2 separate regions of the Mus musculus genome follow, and region 2 is linked to region 1. The links are chromatin contacts, called in public Hi-C maps. All regions are on one chromosome and are shown on one strand. Each heading gives the region's core, a stretch centred on a gene start, on an enhancer-like site or on the middle of the called end of the contact. The rest is flanking DNA. Distances are from core to core; before and after follow the strand shown.

What was found. A called contact is a pair of places that touch in the nucleus more often than the background predicts.
Region 2: a contact with region 1 is called in a Hi-C map of uterus, with 9 times the contacts expected there. The contact joins two enhancer-like sites.

The regions. Positions count from the first base shown.
Region 1 is chr15:62,711,718-62,718,685 of GRCm38.p6, forward strand. No RefSeq gene overlaps it. Among named protein-coding and RNA genes, the nearest start is that of Gm41333, 46 kb to the left of the region's middle. Within about 2 kb of position 2,769, at least 8 of the 459 cell types and tissues checked have an H3K27ac peak or open chromatin away from gene starts, as enhancers often do. A contact at or near this core is called in uterus, where this site is marked.
Region 2 is chr15:63,529,851-63,536,818 of GRCm38.p6, forward strand. No RefSeq gene overlaps it. Among named protein-coding and RNA genes, the nearest start is that of Gm25702, 52 kb to the left of the region's middle. Within about 2 kb of position 2,986, at least 28 of the 459 cell types and tissues checked have an H3K27ac peak or open chromatin away from gene starts, as enhancers often do. A contact at or near this core is called in uterus, where this site is marked.

The sequences.
Region 1 (6,968 bases), core at 1,519-4,018:
CCATTTATCTCACAAACTATATCTGCTGTGAAGGTACGTATGTTCCGCATTTGTTCTATAAAACAATCACATTGGTCAGGGATTGATGGTTCCTATGCTTTGGATAAGAAAACAACTCAGAGAGATTAGATCAGAGGCCCAGAATGATGACTGCTGTGGATATTGGCAGATTGGGCTAACCAATCTCCCTGTCTCCACGTTATCATGATTTCTGGGCCAGCACCTTGCCACTTTATCTATATACACTGCTACCCATGATAATAATCTTCCTTCTAGGAAGCTTTAAGTAAAGATGCTTTTAAAGAATCCAGTGTCTCTGTGCCTCAGTTTCCCCATGTATTATAAGAAAAACAACAAAACTGAATTACCTATGTTTGGTTAGAGGAGGTAGTTTTATTTCTTCTCTGAAATGAGATGAATGCAAATTGCCTTGTTATTTCACTAATTAATAACATCTGCTTGGAAATGCAGCTATTAGCACACAATAAACGATATGGGTTATAATTATGGATGGCAGTAATTGCTTCGCTTTGCCTTACCTTCATCCCAGTTTATCTCCCTGAACTATAGCTATCCTTGTAGGGGTTAGGGAAAATATATTAGAAGCTTAACAATGGGTTCTTTTCCCATGGGTTTGGAAACTGATGAATCAGCATACTTTCTTTAGGCTTCAAAAGAATATGTTCCTGCCACACTGAAGCTAAGTGGGCTGTTCAAAACATCAGGTGAGTCCAGCTTCATGCTGCCTTCCTGGGGCATGACCTGTTCCACTCCCCTCCTGATCCCGTGTGCCCAATGTCACCTGGAACCTGCAATCTGGAAGCAGAAAGTCCTTGACTGGAGTCAGTGGAGAGAAAATCGTCACCTGCTTGGGCACAAACATACATAGTGACTGCGTCACTGTTTGTCAAGTGGATCAGCTAATAGTTGTTCAGCGGACCTTCAAAGCTCCAAGGCGACACTGCCTTTAAATTCCATCAATTCACTCCCTGGGCAGAGGCCTTGGACTTTAGCTCTCAAGGGCTCTGAAAGCATTTTGAGCCTGCTGACTGACTGCGGGGTGGACCTTGGTTAAAGTTTAGGAGAAAAACACTAAGTTTATGCTTCATCACCGCTGGCGCAACCATGTCCCCCCCACCCCCACCCCACCCCCCACCCCACCCCCCACCCCCACCCCACCCCGTGCTACAGCACTTTGGTGCTTCCTGGCTTGCCTCCCCTGGGACACTGCCCAGTATTGACTACCAGTAGGACTTTCTTTCTCACCTAATGACCTACCTACTGATGCCATCTCTAAGGACCTTGACGCTCATGCTACCTTCTGACCTTGTCCATTGTTCCTCATGTTCCTAACACTAGCCTATGTGTTTGATTTTTTTTTTTAATATAAAAGAGCACAAGTACCCAGAAGGCATGACAAGTATCTGTTTCAGCCAGTGCTTTTTCTCTGATCCCCGAGAAAGTGTTTGAATAAGTCAACAGATGGGTGGAGGAGTGATTAACCCCTTCTTACAAGTGCATGGACTGGGGAGCAGAGGGCAATGATAGGCTAGTCACGATCAACAGTGTTTAGGGACAGAGCTAGTGGGATAACTAAGAATCTGGAATAGTTTTATAATTTTTTTTATATGATATCCTTCCCCAATTTTGCAGCTAATGCATCTCTCTTGACTCACCTTCCTTCTGGTTTAGTTGACTACATGATGCCTATATCTGGGAGACTTAGGAAGGAAAAATCTTTATTATCCAGGTTCTTATTAAGTTTGCATGTTTTAGAGCTTCCTTTAAAAAAAAAAAGCCTGAATGTGACGCTATTGTATTTTAAAGCATGCTCTAACATGAGCAAGCTTTATCATTTATTGTACAAGCATGTTTGCATATATATATATATATATATATATATATATATACACATATGTACACACATACACACACATGAAAATCCCTAGAGAACTCTATGATCTTGCAGTATATTTCACATGTACTTAATAATTAAAATTGCACTAAGCTCAATTTCATAAACTTTTTCATGTGTTATAAACAGTTTGTTATTTTTATTATTAATTCATGTATTTATTTGTATTTATTTTTCATGAGAGAGTCTCACTATGTGGTTCTGATTGCGCTGCAATTCACTTCCTAGATCAGGCTGGCCTGGGACTCTCAGAGATCAATCTGCCTCTACCTCCTGAGTGCTGGGATCAAAGGTGTGTGCCACTACTCCCAGCTGTTAACCAGCTTTCTCATGTCATTAAAACTAACAGGCTTGGGAGTTGTGAATATTTCAACACATGCCTGTGTCATGAGTTTCCCTATTCACTTTCCTGTTGACATGACAAGCCTCCTTCCATTGTTTATTTACGTGATTTTTAGGTTCCTGTCCTATTTTATACGATTACTAATACAATGTTAATGTTTCCCTGCTTTTCCAAGCAAATATATATGTATGTATATATATATTATTTATGTTTTGCTAAAATTATAAGAAATAATCTTGAAAATCGCAGGAAATAGCTCAAAATTTCTCTGTCCCAGTCACCCCTGAAGACTTCTCTCATTTGCATTTTTAGTCTTTGAAGCTGAATAGAAGGTGGGAGTCTGTTTGAGGGGTGGACAGGAAACATTGGCCAATTTGAGAGCAAATAGAGGTTTGGGGAGTGTGTTTACATTCTGTCCCACGTGTGGGATCCTGGCCTTTGTAGGCAGGCGGATAAAAAGGCAGGCCTGGCTTTCATGGCGCCTGAGGACCTCTGTGCTTTAACAACACAGGCACAAGTTGTTCTGGGAGCTGGTCAACATGACTCAGCCACAGAAACATAGCAGTTTGCAAGGCCAGGACCTGTTCTTCCTCCCAAGTTCCATGGAGAAAGAAAGGCCAGCAAAGATCTCCAGTCTGAGAAAGAACTCTGTGTTCAGAGTGTCTGGACCCAGCAGGCTATTCCAGCCATAATTCTGGCTGGGGAGATGCCCTAGCCACATGCCTACCATACTTGCACAGTTTAGATGGATGCTCTCCCTCTCACTGAAGCCCCACATAATCGCCACCATTGATTGGGTACCTCCTGTGTGCCAGTTTCTAAGCCATGCACTTTCAATCCTCAAAATAACACCTCAAGGCTAGTATTGTTGACTGTGTTTTCGAAATAAAGACACTGAAGTTCAGAAAGATTAAGAGAGCTGCCTGAATCATACAGAACTGGGATTTAAAACTGGCATGTGTGACTTTAAAGTGCGTGCTTTGGACAACACCTGTGTCCTGAAGAATACAGTCTGTTTGCCCAACATCCATAATTCTAGCAACAGTAGTCCTGAACTATATTGTATTAGAATGATCCATTCATCAACACTACAGTGAGTACGTACTTTGTACTCTTTGTCAGGCTCTATAGTAACTTCTATTGTAGAAACTGAAGTAACTGTCTTCACTGTTGCTAAGGGAAGATGAAGGAATGGAATCAGGAGCTGGACCTGGATCACTACTTTCATCACAGGGACTAGGTGATCACAGAAATAACACAGTAAATACCTGTAGACCAGAAGGAGTCAAGACTGGGTGATACATTGTAAAGCATTTGAAAGCTAGTCTGAAGACATTACTCTTAGGGTTAGTTTGTACTGGCTGTGAAATAGTCAGGACTTGTGTTGAGTCTCTCTGCAGTACGTCCTTCTCTGTAGGGGAAGACAGTACCAGATCCTGTGGATTCAGTGGATCAGAGAATCCGTTACAGGCATTAGAGCACTCAGGAAGGGTAAATGTCAATTGAATATATGTTTTGTAATATATGTTGGTCAGTTTTGTAGGCTTTAGAAGTTCTATTCATCAACTTAAGACAGGTACATTGTAGATGAGGAGAGTGAGGCTCGGACCATTTAGAGGGCGTGCTAGAGGAGATACATGTGGCAAGGACAGAAGCAAGAGTCAGATTCTCATTGCAAGATGCGGTGCCCCCACATAAGTTCCAATCAGGCCACTAGAAAGCTTTCTCTAGGAACATACGGTAAGCCAACTTCTGACAGATAATGTAGAAGCAGTTGCCGGATTTTCAATCAAGTGACAACAGATCTACACTGCATTCTAGCAATCATACCATGGGATTGAGTCTCACTGCAAAGGCATTGACCGGCATATCAAATACCACCTACACCTCCACAGACACTGTAGACTGAGGCACAGTAACTGGAAAATAAAAACAAACCATGGGGCCACTGATGTGTGCATGGTTAAAGAAAATGTGGTACATATAGCCAAAAACTATTACTCGGCTCAAGGAAAGTAGCAAAGCCTACAATCTGTGACAGTACAGAAGGAAGTAGGGGTGGGGTGTTAAGTGAAATACATAGAACAACAAAAAGAAATGCCACGTGATATTATTCACACATGAAATTTGAAATAGTCAAATTCTTAGATAGCCAGATCATGGTTGCCATTGGTCATCAGTTGAGAGGTGTTGGTCAAGATATCAACTTTCAATAGCATAAGAGAAATTACTTCCATAGATTTATTGAAAAGCATGCTTACACTTGGTAATAATAATGTACCCTATTCTTAAAGAGGAATGCTAACTGAATAGATTTTAAGAATCCCCTCAGATGAACAGTCATGGCACAATCCTTTAATCCCAGCACTTGGGAGGCAGAGGCAGGCAGATCATTGAGTTTGATACCAGCCTGGTCTACAGTGAGAGTTTGAGATATGTGAAATATGCCTCAAATACAAAACAAAACATAACAAAAACAAAATAACAAACACCAAAGTTCTCAATAAAATATAACTTTTCAAGGTAGTATATGTATTAACTAGGTCAATTTAGCTATGCATATTTTAAAACACCATGTCATACATGGTAATTGCATGTCAGGGATTTGACAATACATAGGGCAAAATAATTTTGTTTCTCTTCAAAAGAAAAAGAAGTAGCAATATGATGTTGAGTCACTGGTTGGAAGCCAACCAGGCTATACTACTTGAGAAATCCCAAAGCTCCTTGTCTCACATTTGGGTTATTAATTCTCAATGTGGTTATTTCTGGGTTCAAGGCAATCTTGCTACTGTTCTGTCCATGAAAATATGAAGATATATGCCATGGGTGTGTGTGTGAATGCTTGTGTGCCTCCAAAAGTGTTTCCACTGTGTGTCTTTTTTTTAATTAGGTATTTTCTTCATTTACATTTCAAATGCTATTCTAAAAGTCCCCCATACCCTCCCCCCACAACTCCTCTATCCACCCACTCCCACTTCTTGGCCCTGGCATTCCCCTGTACTGAGGCATATAAAGTTTGCAAGACCAAGGGGCCTCTCTTCCCAATGATGGCCAACTAGGCCATCTTCTGATTCATATGCAGCTAGAGACTCAAGCTCCGGGGGTCTGGTTAGTTTATATTGTTGTTCCACCTATAGGGTTGCAGATCCCTTTAGCTCCTTGGGTACTTTCTCTAGCTCTTCCATTGGGGGCCCTGTGTTCCATCCAATAGCCAACTGTGAGCATCCACTTCTGTGTTTGCCAGGCCCCAGCGTAGCCTCACAAGAGACAGCTATATCAGGGTCCTTTCAGCAAAATCTTGCTGGTGTATGCAATGGTGTCAGCATTTGGAGGATGATTATGGGATGGATCCCCAGATGTGGCAGTCACTGGATGGTCCATCCTTTCGTCTGAGCTCCAAACTTGTCTCTGTAAGTCCTTCCATGGGTGTTTTCTTCCCAATTCTAAGAAGAGGCAAAGTGTCCACACTTTGGTATTCGTTCTTCTTTAGTTTCATGAGTTTTGCAAATTGTATCTTGTATCTTGAGTATTCTAAGTTTCTGGGCTAATATCCACTTATCAGTGAGTACATATCATGTGAGTTCTTTTGTGATTGGGTTACCTCACTCAGGATGATACTCTCCAGGTCCATCCATTTGCTATTAAAAAGAATGAATTTATGAAATTCCACCGTGTGTCTTGAGCAACGAGAGTCCCTGTTTGGGATACTGAGATTTTGCAGAGATGCAGTCTCTTCTGTCTCCCCTGATAGCTTCTCTCAAGTCACAACCTCTCTTCCCAGATTTTTCAGTCTTCTGTTGACCATGTCCTCTGTTCCTGTGTCATCTCCTTCAGCTCTGTCCCTAGAGTGCTACCTAGAGTAGGTCCTGTTGAACACTGCTGGGTGACTTCATCTTCTCTGTGATATTTATAAAATAAGAAGATATCTTGTTTACTAACTCGAGCTCTAGCTCCTGATCCTAGCCCCACTCCCAAACATCTCCCTTTGACTCTATTCATGCAAGCTATCAGAGCTTCTTGTGCGGAGCTCCATACTCTCTGACTATTTCTGCTTCTCTGTTCCACTTAGCCTTTTCATGATTATACAAGGATTTGAAATAGTCGAGTCATAAAAGAGCAAACGTTTAGTCTGGCTCATGGTTTCACTGGTTTCAGTCCATGGTCACCTGCCCATATTGCGTTCTGCAGTAAGGTAGGTTGGGGCCATGTGACAAAGCATACCTGTTCATAAGCCATGGAGTAAAATGAGAAAGGCAAAAACATCCCACTGTTCTGTTTAAGGGAGGTCATGCCCCAATGATCTAAGGTTTAGATTCTACCTCTTAAAAATCTTACCACCTCTCAATACCACCACCCTGGAATAAAACCTTTAAATCAAGTGTGATTGGCGCATTTACTCAACATCTAGCTGTTGCTTTGCCAGGTATTCTGCTATTCTTTTCAAGCATTATGATGTTGTCTTGATATTCTAGTTCACTTTCTTTCCTCCCCCTTCATTCTGTGGTATTTGGTGGCACAGGTAATTTAGACATATCTTCCATCTCTGTCTTATTGTTTGTATAGGTGACTTTTTTTTTTTTTTTGCTGGATCATGAGTCCTGCCTGGATAAACATGGTGATTTTTATATGTTGACTGCCTGGAATATAAATATTTGGTATATAGTAAGTGCTCAATACATACTGGTAAATTGTAATTGAATCAAGAGA
Region 2 (6,968 bases), core at 1,736-4,235, 820 kb after region 1:
AAAGGAAAGCAAAAGGAGGCTTAGCTGAATGAAAAAAAAAAATCTAAATGAAATATTTGAGTTAAATCAGAGGCCTTTTGTCATACCTTTAAAACTGAATTAAAATCATAAAAGACAAATTTATAAACTCCCCCTACCAACTGATGCTGAATAAGAGAAATATATGAAGTACTTGGTGTGGGGGGGGGGGGGCTTTGTTTATTTTTAAAGCTTCATTTTGACATAGAAATGAAGATCTCAAATCTTATTATAATGAGGACTTTAAAAAGTCTTCCTAGACAAGATGAGCAAAAAGGTTCAGTTAAGTGGCATGTACATACACACACTCACATTCACACACACTCAACACCCAACAGCTGTCGACACTCAACAGGAGGTAAATCATATCTAGTACTGGTAACCTAGCCAGCTTCCCAGGGCAAGTGAGATCATGTACTTCTGAAAAGAATCAGCTTCTGCCACCATGATATGCACTCCAAGTCTTGTCCTTATACCCAAAGATAAGCATAGCTACCATCCCTCATTCAAAGAAACTTGTCTTGACAGAAAATGAAGGCCATCCCAGGGAACCACAACTGGAAACAATGTAGAGCTCAACTAATGGTGAAGAACTCAGTCCGAATGGGTAAAGCTACATCACAGCTCCAGTGTTCATGGAACATTACAGAAGACTGTTAGAGCCAGAATACCAGGAAGTCTGCTGTAAAATAGTCTCTCCTAGAAATAGCTGCATAAAGAAGAAAGGAACAGTAGTAATATCAGTGGAAATCATAACAGGGGAAGGAAATTTTTTTGCAGAATCACACCCCTAGACAAAGGAATACAAGGAACTAATTAGCCTCTTCTAGGGACAAGCTCCCTTATTGGTTGTCTGACACAGAGCAGTCATCCCTAAGGCCATATACACACAAACAACAAAAATGGGCTTTGTGGATTGTATTTAAATGTATTTATGAATATACACACACATAAATATGTATGTATATGAGAATAATAAAAGAACCAATCAACCTGAGTTGGGTGATGTGGAGAGGTTCAAAGGAGGGTATCTGGTAGGGGCAGGTGGGAAAAAAAATGAAGGGAAAAGGTAATGTAGTTTATCTCAGTTAAAAACATTTAAGAAACCAAAAACTGAAAAAAATAAATCTTCCTAGCACACAATATCTCAAATGGATTCTTGTAGCTGCTCTCACTTTTCTGGGATGCAAACTCAGCAGAATCACTACCAACTCCACAGAGCCTAGAAGTTTATAGTAATAGATCCTCCAGTTGAATGAATAATAAATGATTTCCTTTCTCTTAAAGGCTTCTCTGCCCTCTGCCTCTCCTCATACATCCAAGATGTTTTCAGCAATAGTAGGGTGGGTGTGGTTGTTGCCAGCACAGTTAGGAAATTCTCTCCAGATAGATGTGACCTGATATATGGTTATCAGTCTCTCCAGGTTCCCATGGTGGAGAGAGCACTTAGGAGATGTTGGTGGGTATCCTGATGAGACATAAGGCCTTTCTAGCTCTAAATCATAAGGAGGATCACTGGAAATCTGAGATTGGAAGGGTGAAAGGTAGGACAGCAGGAGAGGTAGAAGAGAGTAGGGAGAAACTACACCACCATTTCCCCTTGTCCCCAACTAAAAGACCTAAGTACATGTCACTGTTGCCGTTTATTGCCCTTACCAAGAGCAGTTCAAGTTTGTTTTTTAAGACTTGCTGTCACCTAGAGAGAGAGAGAAAGAGAGAGAGAGATTGAGAGAGAGAGAGAGAGAGAGAGAGAGAGAGAGAGATCTGCACATTCCTGCTGCATTGGACACCCCTCAGAGCTTTACTAATGGACCAAACCCCAGGGCAAACTAGGATTCTCCATGGTCAGCCACTACTACTACTTCATCCCCAAAGAGGACCCTTGACATGAATGACGCAGGCTCTTCTCAAAGTCAGGCAGACTCAGCTTGTCAAAGTCCCAAGTGTCCCTCACAAGACTTATTTGCCCTTTCCCTGACCCCCTGGACTGCATTTGCCCTTTGATACTTGGCCTTGGCTGGGTCTTCAACTGGGTTATGTGTCAGGGCATCCTGACCTAGTAGTCACCATAGCATCCCAAGAACTCTGCCTGACCCATCTGGGAGCATCTGGGGCCATGAGCTTTTAACTGAGTGTCCACGAGCCAGAGGAGACACCTAACTCACAAGCAAAACTGCAGGTACAAAAGAAGGGCATGGCCCCAACCCTAACACCCTGGAGACACTCAGCTTCCATATACACCTTTACCTGGCTCCCAAAGAAACCTCACCCTTGAGATCAGGGAGAAGATTATTGATAAGTGTAGTATGTGTAAATTAGGCAGAAGTAAAACAAATTGGTAGCAGGAAAATAGAATGTTTATTTAAAGAAAAAAAAAAGGCAGAAAGGAAGACTGTGTAGCCTCTGAGTTTAACCAGATGATTCTAATTCCAACTCTGCTATCTCTGTCTCCATCTTTTTTCAGCAGCGGCTTCCCAGAGCACAGTATCCAACTCCTTGCTCCCTTCCTTCCCCCACAGTTTACACCCTTCCACTGCCAAGTTGCATCCCTCTGCCAAGCAGCACGCCCAGCATAAGCTCTTTACAGGAAAACTCCATGCAGGTCCAGTCCTTGGGAGCTCTTACTGATCATAAGGACTGTTAGCAGGCAAAGGCGCGTGCCCAATTAAAAGATGGCTTTCGTTCCAAGAGGAATACTCTGGCAAAGTCCCAAGCGCTTCGGAAGCCCCTCCCTTCGCTCTCCCACCCCAGCTTTGATGCTCTGATTATCCTATTGTCAGATCAATAGCCCATCTGCTCCTAGGAGTAGTCTAAGCCATCCTGTGTTAAATTAAAACAGATAGGATCAATCCGCGGTTAATTTCTCCCAACCAAACAATTTATCTCTCTTTTGGATGCTCTTGGAGGGTGAATTATATAATCCTGACACACCATTAAGGGCTCTCTGACCAAAGAAAGCCCGCCACAATGCCTGCCTGCTCTCTTTATTAGCGACTCAACAGTGTGACAAAAGCAAAGATTTATCTTAGTGTTATTTAGAACCAGCTTGAACCTTGAAAAGTCTGCCAGGACCCTGCCAGGGGAAAAAGACTCGGGAATATCATTGCATGTTAATTATCATGGAGGAGGAGCTGGATCCAAATTTGATAAGCTGAACATAAGCTCCTATTTCTGAAGACTCAATTGCCCCACTGAAGAGCAATTCTTTTCTGTTTAAGGTAAAACCTAAGACATCTGGTGCAAGAATGTCAAGGGAAACAGGATTTAAGCCCAAGTCGAAACACACTGAGGATGGGGGGGGGGGGAGACTTATTTTAACAATAGACTGTTTTTACTGGTACTTGCATATAATAACCTATTTAATGCTGATTGAAGTAAAATATATACATGGGGAATAAAAGAATAAGTGACCCTTGGAGATGGCATATTAAATGAACACTCCAGATTAATAACCATGAGGCATATGGAGTGAGAATATGAGCAGCAAAGCTGCTGCCCTCAGGTCTCTGTGTTCTGTGCAAACCCACTAGGCGCACATCTACTTATCTCCCTAAACCAGAAGGGCTTGACATTCCCATGACGCACTAAGTCAATGGCTAACACCTGATACAACCAAAAACTAGAAGTTTCTGCTTCGTGGCTTGAGCCAATGTCCAAACACTTGATAGAACAACTATTTTAGTACTGTTTTTGATATGGATTGAGTCCAAGGAATACCTGACTCCTGATCTTACCTTCTTTCCCTATATTGGGTTTCAGACCCAGAAAGGATGCTGAAGTGCCTATTTAACATGTCAAAGAGGACCTGGCTCCAGGTTCTCCCAGGATTCCTCAGTCCCTACATGTTACAAGCATGTCTGGCATACTGTGAAAACCATCTTTTAATTAAGCACAGTGCCTTTGCCTGTTAACAGTTCCTTCCAGTCCAGGGGCTGGGCTTCCCCTCTCCCAGAAGCTTCTCCTTATATAATCCACACACTGTGGTCTCCCATACGCCTCTGCATTTTCTCTCTCTCCCTGCTTGTACATGCTCTTTCTCGATTTCTCTTGCCCCTCCTTTCTGTCTCCCTTCCCATGGCAACTTCTCTGGCCTTGTTCCTTGGGACCAGTAAATCTGCCCAAGATCTGCCTCCCAATAAACCTGCCTTTATATATTTTAATTTGGCTTGAATTGGCTTGTTTCACTGGTAGAGAATAACTTATCAGTATTTACTTATTTGTTTATGATAGTTTGAGACTAATTTTCACTATGTACTACATACTGAATTCAAACTCATGATCCTTCTGGCTCAGCCTTGCACATGTTGAGATTCAGGGTATATAAGTGCCAGCATCCTCAGCCTAAACTCCTTGAACTCTCTTTTTCTTAATTGAAAATGAAATTTGCATACAATATATTCTGATCATACTTTTCCCTCTCCCAACTCCTTCCAGAACCTTCCATCTTCTAAGCCTCCCGACTCTGTGCCCTTTCTTCTTTTCTCTCCTAAACGTATACTCTTGACTCATTCCTGAAAGGAAAGAGGAACAATGGGAGACAATTTGGAAGATTTAGACAAATCTGGTCCATCGTTTGTACAATAAATCTAGTGCATGGTGGTTCTGCTCTTTGGAAATCATCTCTGCCATGGGGTGAGAGTGATAATAACCAACCAATGCCCACTAGTGACTTGTAATATGTCAGGCACTATTTTAGAACTTCAAACTCCAGTATTTTATAATGGAAAAAAAGGTGACTATAAAACCTGATGAAGACGGTTAGATGGTAGAAGAAAGACTGATGAAGGAAGGTATTCTTGGCCAGATACACACAGAAAGTAAACAACTTTCTCAAACTCTCAAGAGTGGACAGATGAAAGCCAAGATTTAAACTCAAGTCAGAGTCAACACTGATGGTCAGTCAATCTCTATAATATATGCCAGAAAGGAAACTAGAAGTCAAGAATCTTGCTGAGAAAAAAAGTACTAGTGAGCTGTCTTTAGGAGTTGTTCCTAGTGTGACCGTTCCAATCCTGCAGAGCAAAGTATCCCATCTTGCAAGCAAAGTCTCCAAGATACAGGGCTGATACTCAAATTCTTTGGATAGTATAACCAATAGTCATTGACAGTAAACATCTTGCCCTGCCCAGAATCAAGCCTTCTTTATCCTGAATATACCATCCTGACTTCGCTTTAATGAAGCATCCTTTTATAATCTCAGTGTTGTAGCCAAGATATAGCCAATCACAGTGTTTCTTTCCATTCAGTTTAGGACAAGTGCATGATACAAGGACCCCTGGAAATATTTAATATTCACCTGTGCTTCAATCAAATGCACTAGGCTTTTCTGTTTTAAAGAATCTCTTCTTCAGGGAAGGATTTTGTTACAGCAGCAAGAGTTTTGTGAGCTATAAGTATATAATTCATAGATGGGAGAACTAAGAATAGTTAAGACCAATCTACTGTAATCCTGGAGCCAAGCAAAAGCAAGCTGGTAATGAGCATAACTCATGAAACATCACAAGGAATTGTCACCTCATTCTACCCACCTTTAATACAAGAAAATGCTTTATAATTGTCAGAAATGATATATATATATATATATATATATATATATATATATATATATACTTAAATGATCAACTCTGCAAAAATTTCAGCAGTAAAAGAGACAGCAACCTTGGTAAGGAAAGAAGGGTGGCAGAGAAGGGTGTCATGGATTACAGCCAGACTAACATAACTCCTCAAGGATGCCTTCTAGGTATGCAGTTTTGTCCATATAAGTCGCTAGGGAAACACACCCATACTAGTTATTTTTAACAGAGAAAACTTAATATGAGAAATTACTTTTAGAGTTTCCAGAACTGAATGTGGCCTGACCCATAATCTATAATTATAACCTATAACCCTAGCATTTAAGGTCTAACTGAATGGGTCTAACCTATAATCCCAGCATTTAGGAAGCAGAAATGGGAGGATTATGAGTACAAATCCCACCTAGAATTCATAGCAGGTCTTGTCTCAATATAAAGTGAAATATACTTAAGCAATCACATAGGACTCATCATATAATACAACAAAAATATGACCAAAAAAAATCTACCCTAGAGCTGGACAAAGGCAAGAATTTAGGATTGTTGAAACACAAGGCATTGAGAAGTGACTCTAAAGAGGTAAGGCTTTGTGAGGAAGGGAAGGTAGTATGCTTTGGAATCTTCCAGGAAGAGTTCTTCAGAACAGGACTCCACTCCTCTAAGGAAGGATATGCCCAGGTTTCCTCTGACAATGAAAAGTAGAATCCTGGAAAGAGCTAGAAACCGTGACTTGGTGCTGCTATGAAGGGTCACTGCCACTAACAGGCACAGCAACACACTGAAGGCAAAGTAGACTTAACTCTCGTGTTCTTGCACTCTGGTCACTTTTTCATGCCCTCATAAATGGAAACTGACATAAAGTCGCTAGCAGAGAAGAAGTGGGGCCTATGGAGTCTAATGTCACAGTGCCACCAGAGTATCAACTTGTGGCTTTGTGCTAAGAATCAATAATTTCAAAATCAGAGTACACTTTCCCACCCAATGTAGCATGCAAGCAAAGTCATTTCATTATTCTGAAAGCCATCACATTGGGTAAAGCAGCACTGTTGATAGCTAACAATTATTGAATATGGGAGCTGTGCACAATATAGTTCATTAGTTCTCTCAGCACCTAATGCAAACAGCATCAGCATCTCCATTTGTGAAAATGAGAAAACTGAGGTCACAGGCACTTCAAAGTTAGGTTTCAATCCCTTTGGCTTTGTCCTGTACATGTAATTGTTACACACAACTCTTCTAATTTGCCTCTATAGTCATTGATTGAAAATCCAGGTCTTTCCGTCTCCCTCCTGAGAGCCTATATATTTGTGGGCACAAACTATCTCAGTAATGCTTTTCGAGTCTTCATTTCATGAAACTTTCTTTGTCTCCATTGAT